5 separate regions of the Mus musculus genome follow, and all the other regions are linked to region 1. A link is a contact called in public promoter capture Hi-C data. All regions are on one chromosome and are shown on one strand. The core of a region is the stretch at or near the end of the contact, and the rest is flanking DNA. Distances in the headings are between cores, read along the strand shown. Region 1 holds the start of Eif2ak4 (eukaryotic translation initiation factor 2 alpha kinase 4). Region 2 holds the start of Tubgcp4 (tubulin, gamma complex associated protein 4). Region 3 holds the start of Adal (adenosine deaminase-like). Region 4 holds the start of Stard9 (START domain containing 9). Region 5 holds the start of Haus2 (HAUS augmin-like complex, subunit 2).

What was found. Promoter capture Hi-C pulls out the DNA fragments that hold promoters and counts their contacts.
Region 2: a promoter capture Hi-C map of liver shows a contact between it and region 1, with 2.6 times the contacts expected there. The contact joins the promoter of Tubgcp4 here to the promoter of Eif2ak4 in region 1. A contact is called at or near these places in 2 of 39 promoter capture datasets (liver and pre-B cells).
Region 3: a contact with region 1 is called in a promoter capture Hi-C map of pre-B cells, with 4 times the contacts expected there. The contact joins the promoter of Adal here to the promoter of Eif2ak4 in region 1. A contact is called at or near these places in 1 of 39 promoter capture datasets (pre-B cells), 1 of 115 datasets of contacts at active chromatin or transcription factors (thymic regulatory T cells) and 1 of 9 other capture datasets (liver).
Region 4: a promoter capture Hi-C map of pre-B cells shows a contact between it and region 1, with 2.8 times the contacts expected there. The contact joins the promoter of Stard9 here to the promoter of Eif2ak4 in region 1.
Region 5: a promoter capture Hi-C map of erythroid cells shows a contact between it and region 1, with 4 times the contacts expected there. The contact joins the promoter of Haus2 here to the promoter of Eif2ak4 in region 1. A contact is called at or near these places in 1 of 39 promoter capture datasets (erythroid cells) and 1 of 484 Hi-C or Micro-C datasets (CD4 T cells).

The regions. Positions count from the first base shown.
Region 1 is chr2:118,387,200-118,389,966 of GRCm38.p6, reverse strand. It overlaps Eif2ak4 (eukaryotic translation initiation factor 2 alpha kinase 4), which reads right to left and starts at 1,350. Exons shown (of 39, transcript NM_013719.3): 1 at 1,115-1,350. The coding sequence starts at 1,258.
Region 2 is chr2:121,169,845-121,172,611 of GRCm38.p6, reverse strand. Tubgcp4 (tubulin, gamma complex associated protein 4) reads right to left here and starts at 1,444. Exons shown (of 18, transcript NM_153387.3): 1 at 1,141-1,444. The coding sequence starts at 1,218. Zscan29 (zinc finger SCAN domains 29) reads left to right here and starts at 1,487. Exons shown (of 5, transcript NM_001290819.1): 1 at 1,487-2,767. The coding sequence starts at 2,488.
Region 3 is chr2:121,140,757-121,143,523 of GRCm38.p6, reverse strand. Adal (adenosine deaminase-like) reads right to left here and starts at 1,431. Exons shown (of 10, transcript NM_029475.2): 1 at 1,221-1,431; 2 at 870-1,000; 3 at 315-375. The coding sequence starts at 1,280.
Region 4 is chr2:120,627,749-120,630,515 of GRCm38.p6, reverse strand. Stard9 (START domain containing 9) reads right to left here and starts at 1,395. Exons shown (of 33, transcript NM_001370940.1): 1 at 1,246-1,395. The coding sequence starts at 1,292.
Region 5 is chr2:120,607,934-120,610,700 of GRCm38.p6, reverse strand. Haus2 (HAUS augmin-like complex, subunit 2) reads right to left here and starts at 1,319. Exons shown (of 6, transcript NM_025475.3): 1 at 1,156-1,319. The coding sequence starts at 1,248. It overlaps Lrrc57 (leucine rich repeat containing 57), which reads left to right and starts at 1,343. Exons shown (of 6, transcript NM_001159612.1): 1 at 1,343-1,586; 2 at 1,678-1,783; 3 at 1,890-2,028; 4 at 2,634-2,767. The coding sequence starts at 1,700.

The DNA of each region.
Region 1 (2,767 bases), core at 101-2,600:
TTACCTAAAAGTGGCTGATGGTTTTCCTTCCATTTTCCTGCACCTTGGGAACATAAAACTAAAAAAACTAAAAAAAAAAAAAAAAAAAAAAAAAGCCAGCTGGGTCTCCCTGAGTCCCCTGCACATTCTGTAACACTATTCTGGTGGCCTAGGCCCTACTTCCTGGTTCCCTGGAAACAGAGAAGTTGCCAGATGACCTGTAGGTTATCTTACTATTTACAAGAAGCATGTATAACTGTATGTAAAGTTACAAATAAGGCCTAAAAAAGTAAGCTTCCCGCCGGCAGCAGGGGTTTTGTGCATGTTTTACCCATGACTGTGTTCCTAGCGTCTAAATCATTAAATTAAAAAGTATATTGGTTTAGTGGGAGAATCTTGGCCCTGACAGCTTAAGTAAAGCCTTTTCCTAAAGAAATACTAGATATAGAGAAAAGACAGACATTGTGAGTTAAAGAAGTAAGGCAGATGGAGGAAAGAAGTACTTTCAAACTTCAGGAACATTTTAGTTCGGCAGATACACTATTCAAGGATAGGGAGAGACTGTCACTGCCCTCAGCTTAACTTCCACACAAAAAAGGAAAGTGATGTTTTAAATAGAACTCGGTAAACACTGCATTACAGCGACAATAAACATGTTCTATACCTATTCCTCAAAAGTCTCGGAGGAAGGTACAAAAAGTTCTTCCACACAGGAAACGGGATTTACACAGTGTGACCTGGGAGTTTGTTTGCTGAGAGCACAAGACCTGGACCCACGCCCCCTAAGCATCCCCAGCACAAAGTAGCAATGAGTGACTATGAATGTGCAGTCACAACCCACCTCGAGGCCTGGGGCGAGTCAGTGTGGGGAAGAATGGTTGGAAGGACGAAGGGTGGTTAGGGGACGTCAGTGGGAATAAGAAGCACAGCAGAGAGAGGAGCCCGACCGGGGAAAAAAGAGAATTCAGGCCAGGTGCTGCCTTCTCAAGACCAGTGGCGGCGCAGAGGCAGAAAGTGAGGGTAGTGGAACTGCAATATGAAAAGCCTTTAGGATCTAAGTGGTCGCCCCAGACTGGAGGCGTCTGGCTGGGTTCCTAGACTGGAGAACACCGGGCCAGACCAACCACGTTCCTACCCGTCCGCGCGCATCCGGCCGCAGATCCTGGAAGTCCGAGCCGTAAATGGCCTCCAGGGCCTGCAGCTCGTGGTCCTGTCGCTGCGAATAGCTCTCCTGTGGCTCAGCCCGGCCGCGTCCAGAGGCCCCGCGGCCCCCAGCCATGGCGGCCGGGGCAGGCGCAGCGGCCTAGGCGAGGTAGCGGTGATTCTGGGGTGGGTAGGGGAGCTCCAGCCCGCGCCGTGACCGAACTGAGGGCGGGGCCTCGAGTCGGAGTCGGGTCTGGGGGAGGGGCCTCGAGCTGATGACAGGTCTAGGGGGTGTGGCTCTGCTCTGGGGAGGCGCTTTAAAGACAGGATCTCCAGCGGGAGACGAACCTGGGGGCGGAGTCTCGAGCTGAAGACCGACCTAGGGGCGTGACTCTGAGCAGGTGAGAGGGCCTTGGGCGGAGCCTAGGCCAGGAGGCGGGTCTGAAGGCGGGGTTCTCCGCGGCTGACTCGTTTGGCCCACTCCGGAGAAGGCCAGTGGGCGGGGTTTTGCTCCAACTTCTCATGGCCCAAGACTTCTAATAAAACAAGAGTAGGGGAAAGCTTTGCCTTCTTCCTGAGGGGAGAAATTGAGTCAGGAATTGCCAACACACTTTGGAGAGCCAGTCTCTTAGGTCAAAGTGACAACACATATTAGTTTTCACAAAACAAGTATGTAGCAGAAACAGGCGCTGGAACTCCTTCACCCTGCCTGGCTAGAGAGAGGAAAATTTTAGAGCGCAGTCATGAGTTAAATCGTTTATCTTACCTGACCTTCCCAGAATGAGACTACTGGGAGGAAAAAACCGTAAACCCTGTTTCCCACATTCGTTACCCTTGAATCATTAATTAAATGTCTCATGCATGCTCTCTGGACTCTCTGAAATTCTCTCCTTGCATTTTCAAATCCCACAAAGAGAATTATCCGACCAGTTCATTTAATGTAAATTTGAGCATTCACATTCATGTAAAATGTTGCACCCTACTTTACATACTTAAGGGATGTATTTGTGTCCATATGAGTCAGGGTCTCCCTCTGCAGCATGGTCTGGCCTTGAATTCATAGTAATCTTCCTACTTTATCCTCTCAGCGCTAGGATCATGAGACTGTGCCACCATCCCTATTTGACCATATTTTTTTTTCACGCATATAAGTAACCTATCTATTCAGACATTGCTATTGCTTTGTTGTCTACCTGCTGTAGCTTAATTCAGAAAAAAAATGCACTATCATGCCTCGAGTTAGGTTAGGTGACATGTCTCTGTCAATCTTGTTTGCATCTATCTTGTTCACTTAGTAATGTTGACTTAGGCATCTCACCTTCAGACCACTCTGATCAGACAAGGTAACACAAAGGCCTTTTAGAAACCACCTCCTCCCTCCTTCAGCTGGAGACCTGTTCTGTTTCCAGGGACCCCTGCCTGGATACATGGCAGAACTCAACAAACAGTGAAGATATTTGTTGAGTGCTGCCTTTTTTTTTTTTTTTTCAGCTCTCACATTCAAACTGTCATCATGTCCTCAGTTTCCCCCTAAGCTGCAGCCCATTTTTACCACCTCTTCACTGGCTCTCTATTCGGCCGTCTTCATCCTTGCCCCATGTTAAGCAGCTCTTCCTATTGTAGCCAAAGTAAAGTTCCTAAATCA
Region 2 (2,767 bases), core at 195-2,694, 2.8 Mb before region 1:
ATCAAATTTGAACACTTCTTGTTGACAGAGTTTTAGAAAAGTTCTAGGTTTAAGATCAGTGAAATGGCTCAGAGAGTCAGGCATTTGCTACACAAACCTGAAGACCTGAGTTAAATCCCTGAAACCTACACAAATGTGGGAAGAGAGAAGTGACTCCATAAAGTTGACCTCTTCATACACTCTGTGACATATATGCCCACACTCATACAACATAGACACATACTCTAGTTTTAAAAAAAAAAATTCTAGTTTAGGCTTAATTACTGTGAAAAAGTCAACTCCACCTTGAAGTCACTGATACCATTTTACACAACACACTTAGACACATTTGTAGTTGTCATTCTTTTCTTTGCCTTTCTCTGCCCTCTGTTCCCTTCTTTTCTTGCTTTCTTTTTTGAGAGAAGGTTCCACAGTGAAGCCCAGGCTGGACTTGAATCACACCAATAATCCTGCTTCAACTTCCCAAAGGCTGGGATTACAGGCACAAACACTACGCCTGGCTATTAAACTCAGTGTTGCCAATTTAGTTTCGGCAAAATATTGAGTATCACGCTATATCTGGGCTTCTCACGGGGGTTGGGGGAGATAAAGGAACAGAGGGGGAGAGGAAGAGAAAACAACTAACGGGTACATTCCTGTTATACTCTTCTAATTACAGGAAAAACCCCCTCTCAAGTTCTTCACCTGGTACAGAAATTTTCGAAGAAAGGAGGGAAACACCATATGTTTACAAATTCATTTTTTTCATCCAACACAATTTACTGAGTATTGTGTCTTGAGCGCTTTGTATACATTTCCACTACTTTCAAAATTCAATTTGAATCAATGCAAGAGTTCCCTATCCCTCCCCCTTTTCCCTCAAATAACTATCATCTAATTCCAGCTACACATTTAGGGATTCAGTTTAACAACAAATTCATATGCAGTGAAAAGAAGTGTGGTTCTATCCACTCCTAGTGGTTCTCTAGCAGGAGTCGCGGGACCGCAGGGCCCCCATAGCCGGAGCTCCGTAGGGTTGGCCCTCGGTTTCTCCCCGCTCGCGGGCGCCGGTCGGTTGGAGTTCCCCGGGTCCCGCCCCTTCGCTGCGGCTCAGCTGCACCCGCCGCGCGGCAAGCGACTCGTCTCTGACCCCCTGCATACCTGCAGGCCACTCCGCTTGTTCCAGGTGAAAATGGACCCTGGGTACCCACTCAGGGCCAAGAGCAGTTCGTGAATCATTTCTAGGGCGGCTCGGGAGTCCCTAGATCTACCACCTCCTCTTTTCAGCGCCTCTCCGGGCGACCCCTCACACCCAGCGGAATCTCTTGCCCTGAATCCCCGCAGTCCACCGGGAGAGGAGATGCCACAGAGCCGCGCGCCGCATCCCGGAAGTGCGCGCGGCCCAGGCGCCCACCGCCTCGCTCCCGCCGCGGAGCCGCGAGGAGGCGCCGGTGCCGTCGCGCATGCGTCCTGGGCTCCAGGAGAAGCCCGCTCGGACTTCCGGCTTGAGAGCGGGACTGAGGCTAGCCCAGGAGGGGAAGGGATGAGAGTGAGTTGAGAAGCTGGTTGAGAGAGACGCGGCCTGGGGTGGGCCGGCGGGAGTCCTCAGGACGCCTTGGCAGGGTCTGTGGCATTTTGACCGACTGCCGACGTCTCCCAGAGTGACCCGGCCGGAGGGAAGAAAACAAAGCTGGAACTTGGCAGCCGCCGCTGTGGAGCTGTGCTCGAAGCCCACGGACTCGCAGCACCGGCCCGCATCGGCCTCGTTCTCAGGAGACCCACCACTGCCGCCCCTCGAGCTTCCTCGCTTCACCAACTCCTGTAACTCTCCCCTAGTCCACCTCAATTTAGAAGCCCAAGTCGGCTCCCCCGGTGCGCGACCTTCCCCATCTGTCGCCCCGGAACTCTTGCCGAGTTCTTACTTCGTTCGGGAGGCGCGAGCAAGAGACCCAGTGTTCGGCACTTGACTTTGGTTCGGGGTGGAAATTTGTAGTTTGGTGTTCAAGGGGCGGGGCAGACACCAGGAGCTTCTGGAAGGACGGCGGTGGTTCTAGGGGAGAATAGCCGGCGCTCGCTGGACAGAGGCTTTTTGTTGTCGTTCGCCAAACGTTTTGACCGATTTGATCTGGGGCGCTAATGATTTACCTGAGGTGGGAGCGAAGCGGACAGATTTTTCTTTTCTCTGCAACTTCCTGGGGATACTCTAAACGTCACCTAGAAATGCAGTTTTTAAAAGGTCATTTTCACCTTGCCTATTGATTTGCTGTCCTGAAAAGGTACTGCCTCAGAAGGCCACTTCGAGCATATTGAAAGTCAGGCCGGCTCTGACAAGGTTTTAAACATGTAAAGATACTCTCCTCAGATAGCGCCATTTCTCTCTACTCTAGGATAAAACTCCTTTTTACAGAGAGACTCATCTGCAGGTGTTTCTCCAAGGGCATGCAAAGATAGTGTAATAAGTCCTAGAACCCAGACAGTGAGGAGAGAAACGGCTTTCTGCTGTGAAAGATGGCCAAACCCACTCGGAGAGGAAATGGCACAAGCTCTGAAAGCTTACGACAGCGCTTCAGAAGATTCCATTACCAGGAGGTGGCTGGGCCCCGGGAGGCTTTCAGCCAACTATGGGAACTTTGCTGTCGGTGGCTAAGGCCGGAGGTGCGGACCAAGGAGCAGATTGTAGAATTGTTGGTGCTAGAGCAATTCCTGACTGTGCTACCTGTGGAGATCCAGAACTGGGTACAGAAGCAATGTCCAGAAAATGGAGAGGAGGCGGTGACACTGGTGGAAG
Region 3 (2,767 bases), core at 182-2,681, 2.8 Mb before region 1:
AATACAATGCTGACCTTGGTTCTTCTCTCACTCCCTTCCTTTCCCTTCCACCCGCTTCCTCTTTTTTTAAGACAACAACAGACTTTACATTAGCTCTTAGGCCAATGTCTTACACTGACTTTTCAAAGAGTTGTCATGAAAAAAAATCTGTAAATTAATAGAAAAAGAAAGGAAAAAATAAAGAGGGGGAAGGAAGTGGGGGGAAAGAGCAAGCATCTCCATCAGAGCGTGGATGAAAGCCAAAGGACATGCGCAAGGTGAGCTGTGCACTGCTGTGGAAAGTCACGCCATTTTAACCTGCCTCTGTGTCTCACCATCAGGATGTCCTCAGCACTAGTAGTAAGCTGATGTATAACTTGGAACATCTGGAAACATCTACAAATGAAAAAAAAAATGTCTTAACACACTTCCCTCATCAAAACCTGTTACTCAAGAAAAACCCTCAGAATGGAATTAATTAGTAAATTTGAGGTTAATAGTAAGTATATATTTAAATTTACAAAGAACTATAGGATACACCTTTTTTCAAAATTACATTGATCTAGAAAGACAATTTAATAGCTAAAATAAGATATTACTTATTTATATTGAAAAGTATGAAACAGCCATTCCTATTCTTTAATCCTGCCAGGACTAGCAAATAGAGAAAAATCAATCTGTCTTTATTTTCAAATCTAAGGAACAACTCAATATGACAAACAATATAAATCATTAAACATACTGTCAGTCTGACAGTTGGAAAAGCACTGTGAGTTAGGTTATATATTTTATGCCAGATGTCTACCCTATCTAAGTATTAAAATCTGATTCTTATATATTATAATCCCAAAATACAGCCACAAAAAATTCCCACAACCTCCCAAACTCACTCTTGTAAAGTCCTTTTCTTCCCCTTGTCAATCATGGTCATGTGACCATGAACGTTAAGATGTGGCTTCTTGGCTATCAGTTTCTTCATGGTACTGGAACTAATGGAGCCATTCAAGTGGGCATGGAGCTCCTAACACAAGAGGACAATCAGTTCACAAGAGTCCACGAGATCCAGAGCCCCATACATCAGGCCCTGGTGGCCTGGTTCCTAGTTGTAGTTTATACTAGGCCAGCTACTTGGTTCAGCTATACCCACTCTACAATTTCTACCCATAAGCTTTACTTCTCTTTTGTGGAAAACAATACAAAAGCCATTATACAGTAACAAGAACTCTGTAGTTAATTCTTACCACTTTTGGTAATTGCAGATAAAAGTCTGTCTTCCCAGGCCACTGCTGTCCGGCCTCCATCACTTCAGTAGAAGGAAAAGTTTCTCTTTGCTCTTATTCTCGGCTTGGACGATAAACTTATCAAAGTGGGAATCTCTGAGGTGCTGGACTTCCTTCAGATTGCCATTTTAAACAAGACTTGCACTATGTGTGGCTCTGGGATCACTTTCACCTACAATAACAAATGTAACTATTTTCAGATCTAACATGCAAACAGAAACACAGTCACTGCTGATATCTTCTTTTTACACCTCCCAAGCCCCCTCAACCCCCTGCTCCCACTAACTTAAGTTAAGCAAAGCTAACTTAGGTGTGTCTGCAATGGGGAAATGACTAGTAAAAAAAAAAAAGAACAAGAAAAAAAAAAACACCCGAAAACTAAAAATCCAGCGTTCGTCTGTCCCTTTAACTCTGGGCTCCTTTAATCTACTGCGTAGGTCAGGTTAGCTTACACATGTAGCACGAATTTGCTTTTACAAGAAAACATGTTATTTCATATTTACGTCGCACAAACACTTTCCTTAAATGGGTTGGGTCTGTCAGGCGAAAATCCTGTCTCTGGATGGAGGGTAGTATTTGCTGCCTCCTGTCTCTGATCCTTCTGGTCGACTAGATGCCTTTATTAACATATCTTGCACGCACTGAATCATTCTGCCACACAATCTGCTCTTCTAAGACCACTAACGAGTTCCTAACCCTAAAACATTTTCCAATAACCAAATCTTCATAGAAAATTTTTCTTGATCCAGTTGGACTCCAGAACTCATACTCTCAGCCGTTACATACTACTGCTCTGAGTTAACCATTCTTCAAGTCTTTCTATTTCCTTTCCTAATCCAAGCAGACACTAAATTAGTAAATGATGAAGTTTCTACGCATCTCTGGGAGTGCTTTCTTACTGGTATCTCCTAAGCATCAAATGTAGAAACTTTAAAAGTCCAACCTGGGTTGCTTCCTTTAAACAACAACGCCACAGGGAATAATCACATCTCTTCTATAGCGATTTTCAGCAGACATACTCAATACCACATACGAATCACAGAATCTTGGAAGTGGAGGGGAGTGTCATTTTTACATGCTGAATACTTACTCACTGTAGACCTAGCACAGAATTTAGACTACATGAGAATAAACAGCACGTACAGGGGCAGTGGGTTAATAATAATCAGTAATTATCCGTAAAGGTCTCTTTCTTCACTTTCCATATGGCCTAATTTAAGATCTAAATGAGTTCTCCCTCGCAACGAGAACACTCAATAAAGGAGCAACTGTTACTTTTGTGCAAGGACCAATCTACTCTGGATTGCTTAAGATCCGAGGTGCTGGTCCTCTTTTGCCGGACCAAACCGGTATCAGGTCGTCAGCCTCCGATTCACCTAAAAATGTTCTCAAATAAGAGGATCTACACAAGTTTTTTTTTTCCCTGCAGAAAATGCCTGTACAAAGAGGTAACTTGAGCTCTCCAAGCGCTAGCTGTTACCGAAGCAGCTGGCGTGTTCCCAGGAAAA
Region 4 (2,767 bases), core at 146-2,645, 2.2 Mb before region 1:
TCCTACAAATCCTAAAAGACAGTTTGGAAAGGACCTCCTCCTAGACAGCAGCTACTCCCAGGAGGCCCCCAGCCCTGAGTCACCACAGGCAGTGATATAAAGCCAGATGTTTAAAAAGTCATTTACCAATCAAAACACAGCAATTTGGGGTACACTCTTTTGTGTTCCTCCTATCTCACTGCTCTCATTCGGTCTAAACTTTTAAAAGCAGATGGCCTCTAAAAGGACAAACCTAACCCATACAGAACCATTTTCGTCATAGGAGACAATGCCCTTTTTGACCTCTGTTCCCATTTACCAAGGTATCTTGTGTACTGGACAGTTAAAAAAAACCTGCTAATTCCAATACATGTCATCTGGTCTAGACCCACACTCTGCCAGTTTTATCACCCATCACTCTTCCGCTTCAACCCAAGCAGGTGTCCAAGGCTTCCATCTACACCCTAAGAGCAGAGATTTGCTCTTTCTTCCTGTTCTTGGAGGACTCTGCACTTCTTCTCCTTACTTGTCAGAAAACTCAAAGATCATTCACAACAGCTCTTTGACACCAACTTTTGTGCAAAGCATTCTCTGACTTCCCAAGTGAGAGGAAAAGAGGATGAAGTGTGCAGCTTCACACTGGATGCCTCAAGGGCTGAGGGGTGCAGAATCAGGCTCCTACACAAGGAACTAGCTAGCATGGAGGACACCAAGAAGAGATGTCTGGAGAAACTTCCCCTATGTCACAGTTCAGTCTTTAAATCACACCAACTACTGAGCACAGGTTGAGAGTGTACTTTCTCTGGGCCTTTATTTTCCTTCCATATCCTGATAATTCTTTTTCCTATGTCCTCTTGGAGCAATCCCATGTGTATATACGGACACAACAGCCTCCAGTCCTCACTTGGGTACTCCCAGAACACCAAAAGTAGTGGAGTCTGCCCATCCTTTTGTACTTCCTCACGTCATGCTCCGTGAGAAAGGCCCTACTACGTGCACCAAGACCCAAGCCAGGGTCCCTAGAAACTAGTTGGCAGGTCACCAAGGACATGCACACAGGGCAGCGACTCCTGGAGCCACACAAGAACTGCTATCTCCTAGGACGCGAAGCCCTGTCCCTCCAGGCCTTCTGGACCCTGAGCCTCCATGACAATCTGTGTCTGATTTTTTTTTTTTCTCCACGCCAGTCCACCCTGAGGAAGGCAGGGACCTCGCACTCCTCTCAGCTCACTTGACCCCTCAGGCGCCCCCTCCTGACAGACTCACCGCTTGCTGAGAGGCCGGACCCTCACGGCCACCTGCACATTCGCCATCCCTCCGCCACAACCCAAGACCCACACAGCGGTCCGGCGGAAGCATCCCTGGCCGGCGTCCAGCGAACAGACCCAGCCACAGGCACTGCAAGAGCCACAGACTGCCCCGCCCGTCCCACGCGCCTCCCGACCGCAGCCCAAGCCTCGCCCTAGGGGGCGGGGCCCACTAGGTATCAACCAATCCTGAGACAGATGGGGGTGGGCCTCCTTGCCTTGCTCCACCCTCTCACTTCTCTGGACGCTCCCGCCCGAGTGCAAGGAAACGCCAGACAGGGGCGGGGCCTGCGGAGCCTTAGCCAATCCTGAGGCAGGTGGGCTGAGCAACCTGGTCTCGTTCTACCCCTCGCACCGCTGACTGTCCTACGCAAGCTGTAGTATCTCTTTTGTTCTAAAATCTGGTGACTGAATTTCTGGTTAATACTTGAAAGTTCATGAAGGAAATTAGTAATTTTATTTTTTACCCTATTGGTCTGCTATGTCAAAACTGCGGCTAAATTTTAAGGTCAAAAATAAAGTGGAGCCTATCGTAGAGGCTGAGGCAAGAATATTTTGAATTCAAGGTTAGCCTACATGGTGAGTTGAAGTCAGCCTGGAGTTCAGCGTGAAGTCCCGTCTCAAAACAACAACAATGAAATGAGAAAAACAAATGATTTTGTAATTCTAAGGTGCGTTTAAATGAAGAGGCTTGGGGCTGGTGAGATGGCTCAGTGAGTAAGAGCACCCGACTGCTCTTTCGAAGGTCTGGAGTTCAAATCCCAGCAACTACATGGTGGCTCACAACCATCCGTAACAAGATCTGACTCCTTCTTCTGGAGTGTCTGAAGACAGCTACAGTGTACTTACATATAATAAATAAATAAATCTTAAAAAAAAAAAAAAAAAAGGTGTGGGCTGTCATGCCCAGCCTAAAAAAAAAAAAAAAAAAAAATGAAGAGGCTTTTTTTTTCTTCTTTCTTTCTTTTTTTTTTTTCCTAACTTACTGACAAATTTCTCTCGGTTGCCCTGTAACTTCACTACCACCCTAAGCAGTATTTATAGTACATACAGAGCAAATGCTGTCTGATCAGAGCTGGTTTATTCAAATAAGAAATAGCTATTTATAGCTGTAAAGCCTGAAGCCCAGCTCTGAGACCTGGGGTGCTGATGAACACTTAACAATTCCAACACTGGGGAGTTCCAAGACCTCCACACAGGAAGCTCCCATGTCTCACAACAGCAAAAACAGAAACAAGGGTCCGTTTCTGATGGTGACAAATTTGTGTCCACTGAAGACTACTAAATCGTCAAACATCATGATTAGAGAGAGGTGGGGTAGGGTTAGCCATTGTATTATTAATATTAGGGTTAGAGTTTATATAAGCTGGAGAGTGGTTCTGCAAGCCTTTATTTAATCTTAGCAATTGGGAGGCAGAGGCGGGTGGATCTCTGTGAGTTCAAGGCCAGACTGGTCTACAGAGTGAGTTCCAGGACAGCCA
Region 5 (2,767 bases), core at 70-2,569, 2.2 Mb before region 1:
ATTGGGTTAGACTAGCTAGCCAGCAAGCCCCACCTGTATCTGGCCCCTAGCTCTAGGACACGCACCATCACATACTGCTTTTACTTGGGCGTTAGGGATCTAAATTCAGCCCTCCATATGGTTGACACGAGAGACTTGGGAGTCTTAGGAGCTGGAAGCAGGAAGATGGCTCAGTGTTCAAGGCTAGCCTAGGATAGAGTGAGGACACCTCTCCATTAAAAAAAAGGAAACACCTAAAAAGACTAAAAAATCTTCCAGTATCTCTCAGCAAGCTGGAAGAATTAGATCCCATTACCCTCTCCTCTTTGCCATATCATCTTATAAAGTGAGTTAACAGCCAGGCATGGCGGTACACACCTGTAATGCCAGGGATAGTGAGTTACAGACCATCTAGGGCTACACAGCAAGACTCGGTCTCTAAATAAATAGTGCTAAAATAATAAGGGTGAACTGTGATGGCATTACGCTGTGAAAGATTTTGGCCTTTTCTTGGAGGCCCAGCATTGCTTCATACATCACCTGGTTGCTATGAGAACAAAGTTAAGCCCCCAGCCCACAGGAACAAGGTCCGGATGCCCTTTGGCTGACATGTAATCTTACTGTTAATGTTTGAATGACCCAATCCCATACCTTTGTTAAAATTCCTCGCATCCCTATCCCTTTTTCTTTTACAAAAACCCCTAGCTCTGGAGACTCGGGGTCGACTCCCCTGCCTCCTGTGTGAGGTACGTGTCGGCCCAGAGCTCTGCCAATAAAGCCTCGTGTGTATTGCAACAAGAAGGATTCTTGTGTGTTCGTGGGTGCACCCTATCCCTGGACTAGAGTAGGAGTCCCCATATCGGGGGTCCTACAGAAGAACTGTATTAAAGGGTCGCAGCCTTAGGAACACTTGTTCTAGAGGTAGTGTCACTGGAAGAAAAAAAAAGTGGAGCGCTGTTCCATCTCCCACAAACCGTCCTGGGATAACCCGCAGGCACTCAAAACAGAGTGCTCAGTCACTCAGTGCACCAGCCACTCAGTCCCTCACACTCGAAGAACCCACGGGAGTATGGTCACAGTCCTCAGCTGGCTCACTCACGCCCGCATAACCAGGACCACCACCTCACAGCAGAATTCTGTCGCCACCTTGATGACGCCATCGCCGCCCCCACGTACCTTAGTGACTATGCCCGAAGCTACCAAGTGGTTTAGCAGTAACCCAGCTGCAGTCTGCGAGGACGCTGGGTCCCACGGGTTGGCGGCCGCCATGGCTTCCGCACACCTCTGGAACTGGCGCGAGGAGTGAGGGGCAACACCGCGAACAGGCGCGCGGTTTGATGATGTCACAGGGCGTTCCTGCCCGGGCGGAAGCCCTGGGAGCGCGTCTCAGGCGAGCGCGGGTCCCCGGTGTTCCCTGGCGGAGTCTTCTTTGCACTGAGCGGTAGGAGGCGAGTCTCAAGCTCCCTGTTCCGGCAGCAGCTATCGGAGGCTCCCTGGCCCTTAGCTCTGCTGCCAAAGCATCAGGACCTTGTGGTAGCGCTGCCTGCTCGCCTGTTTTCTCCTTGCCACTCTTGGGCTGGCCCCAGGGAAGTAGGGATAGGCAGAAGGTGACAATTGGGACAGGAGACCCAAACGGGAGATTTAGCGACGACTGTATGTCTAGACTAGGCGGTGACAGCTATGCTTCTTTTCCTGCAGGGAACTGAGCCGTGGCGCTAGGATGGGTAACAGTGCTCTCCGTGCTCATGTGGAAACAGCGCAGAAAACTGGTGTCTTTCAGCTTAAAGACCGTGGTCTGACCGAGGTGAGACCTGAGGGGACCGGACCAAGAAACTAAAAGGGCTAGGGTTGGCGGGGTGGCGAAGACTATTGGTGCAGGATTTTTCCAAACTGTGAGCTCCTTTCTCCAGTTCCCCTCAGAGTTGCAGAAGCTGACAAGCAATCTTAGGACCATCGATTTATCCAACAACAAGATTGACAGCCTACCGCCTCTGATAATAGGAAAGTTCACTCTGCTAAAGAGCCTCTCCCTCAACAACAACAAACTGAGTATGGAATTTGTGTCTGGGCAGCTTTTGCTAGTAATCAGCAGTTATGAAGGGTGTTTTTCCTGTTAGATGATTTTTGTTATGAAATCATTTTAGGGGATGCAGAATGTTAGAGTATTGAAGCTTTAATCTCTTGTAATTAAATATAAAAGCCTCTTTGGGTGGTATAATGATTATTACTAGGTTAATTTGGACCTGGAAGACCTTTGGGAATCGATATAAACAGTTATCTAATTTCGGGGCAGGGTGGAATGGGAGGATCTTTTAAACTCCCTCAGATCGTTTTTAGAATACAGCTAAGCAAAAGGAACCCCTTACACACATACACAATTTTCTGCATTTTGATGGCTTCTTAACCTCCCAAACAGTTTGTGAAACCTAAACATGACCTGTGAGAATTCTATGTAAGAAGCCAGACCTGGTGACTTAGACCTACAGTAGCCCCAGCTACTCAGAGGTTGAGGCAGAAAGATCTTAATTTCAAGGCTATCCTAGACAACTTAATGAGATCCTGTCTCAAAAACAAGATGAAGCAGGCTACCATACTGTCTTTTTATAAATGTCATTAATTCTATCGGATTTGTTTTTTAATTTCTTCTTCACCAGCTGTTCTACCTGATGAATTATGCAATCTGAAAAAACTAGAGACACTAAGTCTCAACAACAATCACCTGAGAGAGCTACCATCTACCTTTGGGCAGTTGTCTGCCCTGAAGACGCTGAGCCTCTCTGGGAATCAG